Regions from separate parts of the Capsicum annuum genome. Here region 2 is linked to region 1. A link is a contact called in public Hi-C data. All regions are on one chromosome and are shown on one strand. Each heading gives the region's core, a stretch centred on a gene start, on an enhancer-like site or on the middle of the called end of the contact. The rest is flanking DNA. Distances are from core to core; before and after follow the strand shown. Region 1 overlaps LOC107846548 (lipid droplet-associated hydrolase). Region 2 has its middle 4.2 kb from the start of LOC107857244.

Region 1 (7,320 bases), core at 2,880-5,379:
TATTAATAATGTGATTTTATCTCTTTTCCATTAAATTCTTACAATTTTTCCTAAAAGATCTCACTTCATAGTTTTTTCAAGGGAAAAAAGTCAGAAATATACCTAAACTTTGGCGAAATTTGTTGTAACACGCCTCAACTTTGTGGGAGTCCTATGACCCCCTTCAACTATTTGTTATCGTATTTCTGTGGCATATATTTGCCCAGCTGCACCACTTCAGACCCTTACACGCCAGTGCGCGTGTATTCACGCAGTGGTCCAATTGGGCAAATATATGCCACGAAAATACAGTAATAAATAGTTGAAGGGGGTCATAGGATCCCCACAAAGTTAAGGCGTGTTGCAGCAAATTTCACCAGAGTTTAGATGTATGTCGAACCTTTTTCTCTTTTTTCAATATTAATATAAAATTTTGTTCGCATACTCAACGATCTCTCTCTTGAATTAGGTTTTATTTTATTTGGGTTTATACGTCTCCTACTCGAACTAATTAGTTTCACGTGGATCATCACCACTCGAGTTAATTTTTGAGATTCATTTTATACGACCAAGCATTTATTATTGTCACCGAAGTCCAAAGCTTAAAAAATTTGTGTGTGTGATGAGGGGTGAAAGTCATCGCATGACTTTCTATATACATCTACCGAGCTTGCAGCTTTCAGATAGGATTCATGGTGGGTCGCAACCCATATAATATAACTCATATATCAAATTTCAATCCGTCTCTTCGACTCGTGTTCACGCCTCACGGAGACTCCTTATGTCATTGTACACTTTGATTTTGGACCCGAAAATATTTCTGACCCCTTTTCAATCTCTACCCTAACGGGTGAGTTCATTATTTCTAGGAAAGTCTATACGGGTTATGTTACTTGTGTGTCTTCAAATTACTACCAGCGTGATATGATATTATTTGCTTTAAATCAAAAATCGAAACGATCTTTTTTCAAATAAACTTATACTTAACTGTCAAAATAGTAACTAAGAAAAATAAATTAAAACAAATCCAGGAAAATAAAAATAAATACTTACAAGATTTTTTTTTTTTTTTTTTTAGGGAAACAAGTAGTGTAATTTCATAATGAGAAAGTGAAAGACAATTTTGGCACAACATAAAGTTAAATAACTTATTTAGGACAGTACTATAATATATGTACTATATTAAATTATAATATATGTCTTGCACATACATAAGTATTTATGTGGCTCCAGAGAGGTACTATATATATCTCTTTTTTTTTTTTTGGACAGTTTAAATCAAATGTTATAATTTATTATGATTAGTGTATAGATTAATATAAAATATGTTATTAAAAAATTATGTATAATTTATTAAAGCAAATAATGAAGGACATAACAATAGTAACGACGAATAATGATAATTGTGAGTACAAAATAATAATGATGTCCAAGTATTAACCACAGAAAATAATATAGTAATATAAAGTTAATACTGTTATAACTATAGAAAATATTTACATAAGTTGTTTTATAAACTTTTCCTAATTAAGGACTACTTCGGAATGTGATGAGTCGATATGGAGGAATTGAATGATTATATTGGATAAAAACTCGTGAGACTAAACGGCCAAACACATTATCAACTCTAATTCTAACTTTAACTTTAAAAAATTATTATTTTTATGGCCAAACGAAACCTTATTCTTTTAAAATCTCCAACACGAGTAGCAGACATCAAATGAAACACCTCCCAAAAGAAAATACAACTTCATATATTTAAAATACTATTTAAAAAGTATTTTACTAATAGTTGTTCTATGATTTCGAATAGATAGTTTATAGTAGTATCATATGATTGTTTTATTTTCTTTATTAACTAGCAGTGTATTATCTCATTTTATTGTGTGCTTTTATGTTGTTTTGTTTGTTGTACTGTTCTTTGTCTTGATACAGGGATCTATCGAAAACAACCTCTCTACTTCATCTGAGATAGTTGTATGGATTGCGTACACATTATCCTCTCCAGATCCTGCTTAGTGAGAATACACTGGGTTAACAGAGGCGGAACCAAAATTTCAACTAAGGGGGTTCAATATTAGAAGAAAACCTAAAAATTAATTTCAATCATGTATAAATGATATATTTTTTCGTCGAATGGATTCGGATGACCCCCCTGCCAAAGGGCTGACTCCGCCCCTGACTGGGTATGTTGTTGTTGTTGCATGACCAAACAGAACCTTATTTTTTTACAATCTCCAACACGAGTATCGGACAACAAATGAAACACCTCCCCAAAAAAATACAATTTCATATAAAAATTAATTTCAATTATGTATAAATAATATATTTTTCCATCAAAGGGGTTCGAATAAAACCCCTGTCAAAGGGCTGGCTCCGCTCCTAACTGAGTATGTTATTATTATTGTATGGCCAAACGGAACCTTATTTTGTTAAAATCTCCAATACGAATACTGAACAACAAATGAAACACCCCAAAAAATACAACTTCATATATTTAAAAAATATTTTACTAATAAGTGTGATTAGTATTAATTTAAATAAAGATTTTCCCACTTTCTAACCAACTAGATCATGAATGCAAAGACAAAAGAATAAAAAAAAAATTAATGGAGCATTGAAGCAAATTCAGAGGTTTCTTGTATTCATGACAAATCTATAAACCTTAGGTGCAGTCAAGGACTTAAAAAAGGGTAGGCCATAAGTCATAAATACAAATAGTAAACTCTGAAAAGACATTACAATTGGGTGGATTTTTAAAAATTATAATGATTGAGATGCTATAAAAAAAAATAATAATAAAATACAACTAGCTAAATAAAAATAACATGTCATTGTAATCGATCGAGTTCAGGTTATATACGTTGTTAGTATAAAAAACGTCACTATAACATGAAATTATAATGATTGAGAAGCTAAAGAAACCCTAGCTAAATTAGAATAACATGTCATCGTAATCCATCGAGTTTAAGTTATATATATATATATAGTCAGTATAAATAACGTCAATATATTGAGAAGCTAAAGAAACCCTAGCTAAATTAGAATATCATGTCATCATGATCGATTAAGTTTAAGTTATATACATCGTCAGTATAAAGAACATCATGAAATTACAATGATTGAGAAGCTAACGAAACCCTAGCTAAATTAGAATAATATGTCATAATAATCGTCGAGTTTAAGTTATATATATCGTCAGTATAAATAACGTCAATATAACATGAAATTATAATGATTGAGAAGCTAAAGAAACCCTAGCTAAATTAGAATAACATGTCATCATGATCGATCGAGTTTAAGTTATACACGTTGTTAGTATAAAGAACGTCAAATAACATGAAATTATAATGATTGACAAGTTAACGAAACTCTAGCTAAATTAGAATAATATGTCATCATAATCGATCAAGTTTAAGTTATATACATCGTTAGTATAAAGAACGTCATGAAATTACAATGATTGAGAAGCTAACGGAACCCTAGCTAAATTAGAATAACATGTCATCATAATCGATCGAGTTTAAGTTATATATATTGTAAGTATAAAGAATGTCAATATTAATAAAAATAATAGGAATTTTATGTAGTTTAATAAAGATAAGTTGTGATATTATATAATTTTTTCTTAAATAAAAGGACAAAATAATCTCAATAGGTAGACGGAAAGAACATTTTAGTCTCAATAGGTAGATAAAGGGTATTTTTGCACCATTTCACATAGTTGAAAAACATTTTAGGCCCCTTTTCTGTTAATTTAAGACAATAAAATTTAAAAAATTTCTTTATCATCTTATATTACGTGTCCAATTAAAATCAGACAAATAAATTAAAATGGAGAAAACATATTACTTTTAACTCCTATAAAATTACCCTTTTGTACAAATTGCAACTTTTTTTTTTTTTTTTTTAAAATATTTTGTGCAGCAAACAATTAGTGCAATTCTTACACAAATTTCATTTCATGATAAAGGGGGTGACCTGCACCATAAATTCCATGTCCATTCATTTTGAAACAATCTTCATCATGGCAATGGCTCAGAGGCTCTTCATTGGTTTCTGCACACCCACTGTTACAATTGCAATCAATTGGAAAGATATATCACAAAATCATAATGAGAAAAGATTATAAAAACCATACATGATGCTGTTGCAGCGGATGGGACTGTTCCTTCCTTAATTAGAGGTCGCGAATTCGAGCTCTGGGTATAGAAAAATTCTCGGTAGAAAATGCTTCCCTCAAATGGGGCCTTATGCGGCGGCGCGAATCTGGATTAATCGAATTTCAATGCGGATACATGATGTGGCACATACATGTGTCTACGTGGACCTTCAGTATGTTGATTCATGCAGTGTGCCACGTAGGCCTTAAGGTTGTCAAATACTCCATTCGTTTAGAAAAGAATAACCGACTTTGACTTGAAACAAAGTTTAAGAAAATAAAGAAGACTTTTAAATCTTGTAACCTTATATTAAAGTTGTGTTAAATGTACTAAAATGTCCTTTAATCTTGTGGTCCTAAACATGTCATGTGAAAAGTTGAAATTAAAATATTGCCAAAAAAAGAAAGGGGTCATTCTTTTTTAAACAGAGAGAGTATACGGTTTTAATTAGTTCAGAGGGTAATAAGACCCCCTTTAAGTTGGAGTGTATTGTATCTCAGCAGTTTCGTGTATAGTTTAGGGTGAAAATAGTGTAATATCTCTATATTTTCACAACTCCACCTAATACTCCCTCCGTTCTAAAATAATTAAATTGTCGAAATATGACATATATTTAAAAAAAAAGAAAGACATAAATTAGTCATGTTTTTTTATTTTTGCCATTTTCAAACTTCAAAACATTAGTAATGGTCAGTGGAACTCATCCTTGAAAATTTAATTAATGAAGGGTAAAATTGAAAAAAAAAAAATTCAGCATCTATCTTGAATAATGAACAATTCAATTATTTTAAACACTAAAAAATACTTCAACAATTCAATTATTTTAGAACGGAAGGAGTACTTTTTAAGGCAAACAACATAAATTCCTACGGTTTGAAGGTTAATTACAGAAAATCTCGATTTTGAGTCTGTTGAAATACATAATTAACTCTTGATACATCTAACAAAAATATTTTTTTTTCTTTGTAAAGATACATAATTAGCTCCCGATATAATTTTTTTGAGTTAGGATCTGTCAAGATGCATAATAAATCTAATGAAGATACATTTTTTCTTTTGTAAAGATACATAATTGACTCCCGATACATTTTTTTCGATTTTGAATCTGTCGAGATATGTAATTAACTTCTGGTACATCCAATGAAGATACATAATCAGTTGAAATTTTTGTAATTACTTTGTAAGAGTGAAAATTTGTGTAAATAATGGGAAGTTAAGGTGTACGTTTATATTAATTTTCCTACTTTTTATAGCTTCTTCCACTTCTATTTTGACATGAGAGTTTATCGAAAACAATCTTTCTACCTCAATAAAGAAGAGAGTAAGATTTGCGTACAGTTGCCTTTTTCAAAACTCCACTTGTAAGATCAAACCGAGTATGTAGCTACTGTTAATTGGCATAATACATAAACATACACTTAAACTTGCTTCATCTGACAAGGAAGCATTCCAACTTTAAGTATACGTTATCTAAGTTCGTATTTAGTTGTTTTCTTGATGGGAGACAATATATAACTCATCGAAAACAGTCTTTCTACCTCAATAAAGAAGGGAGTAGCATTTGCGTACACCGAATATGTAGTTGTTGTTAATTGGCATAATACATAAACACATACTTAAACTTTTGCCTCGACTGACAAGTAAGCATTCCAATTTTGAATATACATATCTAAACACCTTAACTCATTCCACAGTGTCAGTTGCACACTCCAACTCACAAATTAAAATGGCTACCTAGAATATAGTATTCTAGACGCCTCTAAAATTTATGCGTCACGTCAACATCGGGTGCTAGCTAGGCCAAGTTTAAATGTATTATGCATTGTTAATTTTAACAATGATAAGTGTTTAAGCTATCTTACCTGATAAGTTCTATCTATCTTCTACCAACACAAATAGGCAAGTATCTATGCCTACTTATATTCAAGTTAATGGAGAAAAAACACTTACAACTTTTGTTTCTGTTAAAATTTGAAGTCTAATCAAATAATATTTTCAAGACATAACAGGAAATTTTTGACCTTTAGGCCAATTATGAAGCGTACGCGATGTGCGTATATATCAGTATACTGTCACGATCACATATTAGCTCGATTTTATTGACAGATTGAGTGCGTTTCTAGAAAAAATAACGGCTGCGCGGAGTCTATTTACGAAAAATAATTCTTGATTGAGCCAGAAACATGTTGAGCTACCCATGTTGAGCCAGCTTCTGTGCAAGAAAAAGCATGAGTGTAACCCCCTCTTTCTACTGCTAGAACAGCACCTGGTACCTTAATGGAGATCTGTAAGAAGAAAAGTGGTGATTAGATCAATTTCAAGCTAGTGATAAGAAAATAAAGTTGGTCATTATAGTTACGATTAGACATGACATGGAGCAGTTACAACTTATCGAAGACATGACCCTAGATAGGAATGTATGGAGAACGCGAATTAGATTAGAAGGCTAGTGCGTGTGGGTGAGTCGTAGCCAGTAGATAGATGGGCTTTGGTTGGTGTAGCCTTGCTAGTAGTCGTAGGGTTTTGCACATAGGTTGGAGTGTTTAGTTAATAGTGTATAGTACTGCTTTGTGGGTGCCTTATTTCTGTTATTTCATCTTGTTTCATGTTTTATTACGACTCTATTTACTATCCTTTTGTCTTGAGCCAAGGGACTATCGGAAAGAACCTCTCTACTTCTTCGGAGGTGGTGGTATGGACTGCGTACATTTTGTCCTCCCCAGACCCCACTAGGTGGGAATACGCTACACAGGGTATGTTGTTGTGGTATTACAGTTATGCCAAAACTAAAATAGAAAGGAGTGGGGGGTGGGGGGTTCTCTTGTGGGGGTGCTTATTTGGCACAATGGGATTATGGGATGAGTTGACTAGTTACATCTTGTAATAGGTGGCAGCTCCCATGTGGGTATCTACTGTTGTCAATAATGTTGGTGTCGAAACCTTGAAGCAATGGTAAAGTTGTCTCTAGTGTGATCTATATAAGTCACGAGTTCAAACTATGGAATTAAACATTGGTGCTTGTGTGGGGATAGGATGCGTACATTACACAACCTCTCGGTTGCGACCCTCCACGGGTCTTGAGTTAACGCATGATGCTTCGTAAACCAAGCTGCCTTTCCTTTTTGGTATCAAAGCTAGTTTCGAGTAATAATAAAGTCAGTCTCTGTATGATCTATAT
Region 2 (7,320 bases), core at 2,062-4,561, 63 kb before region 1:
AGGTCAGATTAGGAGCTCACGCTTCAAAGGTACGTATTGCTTGGACAAAGGGTGAGCGCAGGTCAGTAACCATTGAGCTTTGGTCACTTTATAACAATATTGTGCTAGATGTTAACGAGAAATTAATGAGTACATATCTTCTGAAAGTCATATATTTTAAACCGATATCATATTTTAGTCACTTTTCAGTTTGTGCATGCGTATCCAGTGTAAATGACATGAGAAAATGCTTGCACTTTATATGATCAGTAGTTCCAAATTAGGTGATGGTTTAATCAGTTGTTGAAGGTTGATGAGTTTTACGACGCTGATAGTTGATGCTTTGCTTAGTTACAGCAGTGCAGAGGTACAATATGTTTCTTTCTGTGATGCAATTTAAGTAGTCTACCAAATATTACTCCCTCCGTCCCAATTTATATGACACTATTTGGCTAGTCGAAAAAATTAAATTTGCGGTCTCAAACAAATCTCAGTCATTTGTGTGACTATTAATCATTTCATTTAGGGGTAAAAGAGAACTTTTTAAATCAAGGTGTTTCTAATTTAATTGTAGAAAGGTGACATTCTTTCCTGTACAAACCAGAAAAGTAAGTGTGTCATCAATTAGCACGCGCGGCGGGAGTATTTATTTGAGATATGCATTGTAGCTTTTATCCCTTGTTCTCAAATCTCAATGCTTGAGCTTGTGGTTGGCTATGTTGCTCGGATTCTTCGAAAATGTCATTGGATGCGTGTCGGATCCTTCAAAAGTAGTGCACACAATTTTTGAAGGATCTGACAAGGGTGCGGCAATAGTTTTGGAGAGTCCGAGCAACTTAGGTGGTTGGTAAGTTCTTTTCTCCTTTTTACCATTTAGCTGCAAGAAGGTGCTTTTCAATGGAATATTAGGCTTGCATCACGAGGGAACGGGATCCTTGGAGCAATGATAAAGTTTTGGGTTTGAGCTGTGCAATTAACCATTGATACTTGCATCAAGTTAGGCTATCCGTCCACATTAGAATGCGGACCAGGTGCCCGTAGTAGGCCGGCTGCCCTACCTAAACCAATCATCATATCGGTCCCTAGGCCCCCATTGCTGGAAAGGCTCGGCTTCAAGACCCCGTTGAGGAAAAGTATGGATTAGTTGAAAGAGCTACTTCATCGAACTGAGTGGGGTCGCGCCCCTTCAAATGTAGCGGAAAGGCCTCTTTGGGTGGCTTCCGTTACTCTACCATCGATATAGAAGAAAGGGGTTCGAGACACAGAAAGACCAGGCTGCTTCATTGTTCTAACACGGTTGAAACGTGGCTTCCCCTAGAGAATGGAGGTTAGAGTTGCCAACATCGTACATGACTTGTTTAAGATCACAAGATGGTAAGACTGGAATCTTTCTATTTTTATATTTTTTTTTGAGATTTTGTGTTTAGTAAAAACTAATATATGTAAATTGAACCAGAAAGAGTAGCTATTATGTGTAATTTCCAAGATAACATGATACAAACATTATAGCCTCAGCAGTATTAGCTGGTTTGAAAATGAAATGTCGTTTCAACTAGAGTATAATGTGGAGTTGTAAACATCAATTTAGTATTATCTAAAAAAAAATAAAAATAACCTATCCTCTTTACATAATATCAATCAATGACTAATTAAGGACCATTTTGGGGGTCCCACTTTCAATTGTGACCTTAGGTCATATCAAAATTAGTTCTTATGTCTAGGCAATTTTGACATAATCTTGAAGGTCACTATTAGGTACCAACAATTCATTAAGCAAAACAGTACAATGTTGTGATGTATATAGGTTGATTACTGTATCTTCAAATCCACCTTCCCCTAGAGCCACTTGCCCTGACCCTCGAAATTGATCACTTTTTAGTGTTGTCTCTAAACAATAGCTAAAATTTTAGGGATTGTTTAGTTTAAGATTAGGGCCGGAGCGGAGCTAGGTGGGTGACTGTTTGTACATAGTGACACATTCGGGATGGTATATTGATACTGATACATCTTTGCCTTACAATTTCAAAGCAGACCATTGATACAGGTTGTGATTGCTCTAATATAAAATCTGTATTAGCATGTATATATTAGGCTCTATTCATAGATACAACATGTATTTCTCAAATATATAGCTTTCCTCTCTCATCTCTATCTCACTCCCCGGTCTCCTAATCATAATTATATATCTCTAACTAAGCTCAAAACATAAAGTCTTTTTTGAAAATTTCTCTTTTAATGATGATAGAAAGTTTAAAGAAGAGAAAATTCTATCAATTTTGACCCTTTATTTAAAAATTTAATTTAATTTTATGAGCATCATGTATACTATCATTTATGTAGACTAGCAAACAAAACAAAAAAAAAAAACATTCTTCTCTTTATATTAGGAAAAATATATACCATAAATTCTTTCAAAATTTTAATGAATCTGAGTATATAACAAAAACCATAAAATATTAAAAAAAAAAAACCAAGATAAAGAAATTTAGGAAAACTAAATAGGATGGTCCCTCTCATGTGCATGTACTTCTAGGAGGCACGTGGAAGACACGTGATAGATATGATGTTCAACCTTGCATGTATGTATATGTATAAGTAAATAAATATGTAAATATTTAGAGATAAATGCATCGAAATTCTCCTAAATTTGTAGCCAAAATTTACTTTAAATCCTAAACTAATCGGGTAATTATTTACCCCCTTAACAACTTTCAAATGAATTTTTTTCCACCCTAAAAATATTATACCACTCTCAATACGGAGAGTGAAGTGCACGCGCCCCACGTAATTGTAAATCAGTGTCATGTCATTACCACATAAGAAATTGTAATTTATTTAAAAAAAATAATCCAATAAAAATTATTTTTATATATTTTTTTTTAAAAAGTAAAAACTATATTTGTACTTTATATATATATATATATATATATATATATATATATATATATAATTATTTTTAATAAAAAGAACCCCCCTACTTCTTCTTCCTCTCCAGCCCCCCAACCCGTTCCTCCTCCTTCAATTCTTTAACAGCCCCCCAGCCCCATTTTCTCCTCCTCCTTTAATTTGTTTTTTACCATTAACACCATTTTCACCATTAACACCAATAACTTGATTTGAATTTAACAAGAACTTGATAAATAACTTGTTCATGTAGATTAAGCCGTGACTCCTCTATCAACATTTAGAAATCAACAATTGCAAGTAGAACAAAACTTAAACTCATCCACAATAATTTCAGATCTACCAAACGATTTAGCAGCAATAATGCTAATATTCGTTCCTTTGTTCCGATCTACCATGAAAATGCTTCCTGCTTTAATTTTTTTTCACCATTATTTCAAACCTTCTCAAAAACAACGAGGAAGTGATAAATTGTCATAAGTTATTTATCATCACAAATTGGATATAGTCATCTGAAAAAATTAAATAAAAGTAAACAAAAATTAATGAAGGGAGGGGTTAATGGAGCTTAGTAATGGTGTTCTTGAAAAAAAAAAAAAATTAGCCTAAATGAAGAAGATGAAGAAACAGAGTTGGGTGGGGGTGGAGGATATGAAGAAGATGAATAAATGGGGGTGTTGGGGGCGGGGGAAGGGGTGGTTATGAAGAAGATGATGATGGAAGTGAATTTTTTATTTTTTTTAATCTAATATATATATATATATATATATATATAAAAAGAAAACTTGTAAAATTAAAAGGTGGGACCCATCATTTTCCATGATTTTTAAGCAAATTACGCGTTGATTTTTTTAAAAATTGTCACGTCAGCAATTAGGGTGGAAAAAAATTCACTTGGAAGTTGTTAAGGGGGGTAAATAATTCCCCGATTAGTTTAGGGTCTAAAGTAAATTTTGGCTACAAACTTAAAGGTGTTTCGATGTATTATCTCAAATATTTACTCACATTTGATGTTTATAAAAAATTAGATAAAATTATATATAAAAAATGGATAATTAGTGTAATATTATTGGTTAAGATATGTGTCATTTATTTATTTAATTTCTTAGCTACGATGAAATTTGAAGCAGAAAATTCTGATAACTTATTCTCTTCTTACATTTGTCCTTTCTCTTTTTAAGCTGAGGGTATATTAGAACCTCTATATATCTACGAGGTAGAGGTAATGTCTGCATATACTTTATTTTTTTGAAATTTTTACTTATAAATTATACTGGATATGTTATTATTATTTTTCTCTTTTTCTTTTTCTTACAAAGACACTTTAAAATTTATAATTTTATTATAATGTATTTACATCATTTTAGTTGTGAACAGGAGGTGAGTGGATGCACTAATAATGAGATGCGATAGGTCGATTGTACCCGAATTAGAAGAGGTAGATGCGAGCTAAAAAAAAAATGGGAGGTGATCAAATAAGATATGACATAATTTCAGTTTACTGAGGATATGACCGTAGATAGAAATGTTTGGAGGTCGAGAATTAAGATAAAAGGATAGAACGTAGTGTTGTCACATTTAAACTAGATGGCTAGCCTCCTTCTCTCCCCAGTTTTTCACGTGGCGATCTTTATTTGACATATGAGTCGCTCTTAGTCTCAGGTTGATGTCGAACTTCAATCGACCCATCGTTTCTCAATATTAGTAGTGTTATTTAGTAGTTGTGTATTCTCTTATTCTTTAAAATGTCATTATTCGTTGTTTATTTTCATTATATCATGTTTTTTTATTGTTATATTTTTCTTACAATCCCGCTTCAAACACTTTCTTTTAGTAGAGTGGTAAAGTTGTTGTCATGTGATCAGAAGGTCACGGGTTCAAGCCTTGGAAACAGCCTTTGGCAGAAATGCAAGGTAAGGCTGCGTACAACACACCCTTGTGGTGAGGCCCTTCCCCGAACCCTGCACATAGCGGAAGCTTTAGTGCACCGGACTGTTCTTTTTTTATATATATATAAAAAACAACCTCTCTACCTAATAAAAGCATAAATAAGATCTGCATACAGCGTATCTTTCCGAACTCACTCATGCGATTACAATGATTACGTTGTTGTTATTGTTTCATTCTATTAGAAGATCACCTTATTGACATTTTTAAACTAAACACATTATTGTTTAATATCAGTTTCAACACGTTCATCTAATGTACAATTTTATTTTCAAAAAAGAAAAATATCTAAATGACACATAACTATTTATTTATAAATCAATTTCCACATTTAAGAGTATTTATTATAATACTTAATATTTATCAGCTACATATCATTTAATGAAATCACCTATAAAATTTTGTGAGCCCAAAAATCAAATATTATTATTTAATCCTCAAGCCTCTCCATCAATTCATGTCCATATCAAATTAAAGTCTCTCAACGGTCTCCATCTCTTAAACTTTCATTTGCATCCTCGAGAACTCTAATTAAAGATGACCGATTAAGTTATCCCGCGATAATTTTTTTTAGGAAAATAAACGTCTTAAAAAATGTTTTTTTTACATCACAATAAACTACAAAACTAGTTGAGCCCTCAGGCAGAGTTAAAACCAAAGCGATAGTGAGTCGAGTCTTAACTCCTGAAAACTCTTCTCACAAGAATCAAACCACTGAAATTTGACGTTTATCTGAGTCAACCTAGACATGAGATAAGTAATAGAGGAAAATCTTTCGATTGTGATTCCCTAGACGCTGCTCTACCTCTTAGGAATCTACTACCCCGATTCACTAAGTCTGGCCTAACAACAAGGTCAATATATCTTCTAAAGGCAACTACGATGAAGAAAGCCCTAGACCTCGATCACGAACCTGCAGTCACCTAGCATACCTGGAGACGACTCATTTAGACACAGGGGTGGAGCTACAGCCATCGAAAGGTGGTCAGATGAACACCCTTCGTCGAATTTTTTTTTCGAGTATATAGGTTAAATGTAGATATTTATGGTTATATACATGTTGTTGCACACCCTTGACAAGCTAGAAAAGCATAGTCCAGTGGTCAAGAGTGTGCATTTTCATATTAACAATCCGGGTTTGAACCTTGGCAGATGCAGCAGTATTTTATTTTCTTTATTTTTTAAACAGTTCATTGCCCAAGGAAAAATATGAACACCTTTAATCAAAAGTCTGGCTCCGCCACTGTATTAGACACGTGACTTGTCCACCTAATTCCCCGAACATTAGATCAAATTTTGTCCATAACTGAATGTTGAAAATATAAATTTCACGAGTGATATTTTAAGTCCATCATCTCTTCCCTGTCTATCCGACACCCCAGCCTTAACCCTCGACCATCCCGCCATAAACCACCCTCGAACCCCTACTCTCCACCCCATCCGACCTCCATAGCGCTTCGCTAGATTATATATAAATGTCTTTAAAACGATATTCTTCTCTTTACTTATCTAACACCAAAAAATAAGAAAAAAAATTTCTCCTTACCAAACACACCCTACCTTTAAATACTTTTTTTTTGTTCAAATCTCAACCATGGCCAAACACCTAAACCTAACTTCTTTTGATTCCTTCTTTTTTTATTGCAACTAATTAAAACTCTAAATCTGATGTATATTAAATAGTATCACTTCATTTAATTTTTTGGTGTTAGGTATCTATTTTTGGATCGGATTGATTTGAATTTACGTTAAAAAGTTTCTTTTTGAAGGTAAAACGTTCTCTATTAAAGATGACTAAATATTCACTCCTCGAATAAAAAAATACTTATCACTCCATTGGGACATTTGATGGTATATATTTTATTATTTATTTTTTATACAATTACTAGATGGGACCTTCTGATTCTTTCTGAACAAATATTTAATTCACTTACTTATAAAATAGTATAACGTATATATATATATTGTTGTATTTTTATTACATATAAATAAATGCAGTATACCCCACCAAGCCCCTTATTTTTATGAGCCAACTTTAGAATCATATGTTTTGAACAACAAACAGTCCACATTGCATTAATTGCCTTCAAAAATAACAAAAAATAGAAAATTCACTTTAATTTTATCTCATATTCACAACCAACAAATGACATGTTGTTGAATTGAGAATTTAAAATTTATAAATTTTTATATTAGTTTTAAAGTAATAATATATAATAATAAAAATTAAATTACGATCAAATATTTATAAGAATAAATATTAATTTACAATAAACCACAAGTTAAACGGTATATTCATGATTAAAATGTATATGGTGTTTACATCAAACTAATAATAACATGATATTGTGTCTTCTACCTCTTTTTATTTCTTAACCATAATAAAATATATGACTATTTTAGTCTAACGTAAATATTCAAAGTTGAAGGGGACCTTGGAGTAACTGGTAAAGTTATTGTCATGTGATCAGGAAGTCACAGATTCAAGCC

The links. Hi-C and Micro-C count contacts between places; a contact is called where the count stands out from the background.
Region 2: a Hi-C map of leaf shows a contact between it and region 1, with 3 times the contacts expected there. The contact joins two enhancer-like sites. A contact is called at or near these places in 2 of 5 Hi-C or Micro-C datasets (both in leaf).

The regions. Positions count from the first base shown.
Region 1 is chr8:39,034,305-39,041,624 of UCD10Xv1.1, reverse strand. It overlaps LOC107846548 (lipid droplet-associated hydrolase), which reads right to left. Exons shown (of 13, transcript XM_016690907.2): 13 at 6,101-6,427. The coding sequence ends at 6,293. Among protein-coding and RNA genes, the nearest start is that of LOC107857243, 5.8 kb to the left of the region's middle. Within about 2 kb of position 4,129, at least 2 of the 5 cell types and tissues checked have an H3K27ac peak or open chromatin away from gene starts, as enhancers often do. A contact at or near this core is called in leaf, where this site is marked.
Region 2 is chr8:39,096,887-39,104,206 of UCD10Xv1.1, reverse strand. It overlaps the pseudogene LOC124886580. Among protein-coding and RNA genes, the nearest start is that of LOC107857244, 4.2 kb to the right of the region's middle. Within about 2 kb of position 3,311, at least 4 of the 5 cell types and tissues checked have an H3K27ac peak or open chromatin away from gene starts, as enhancers often do. A contact at or near this core is called in leaf, where this site is marked.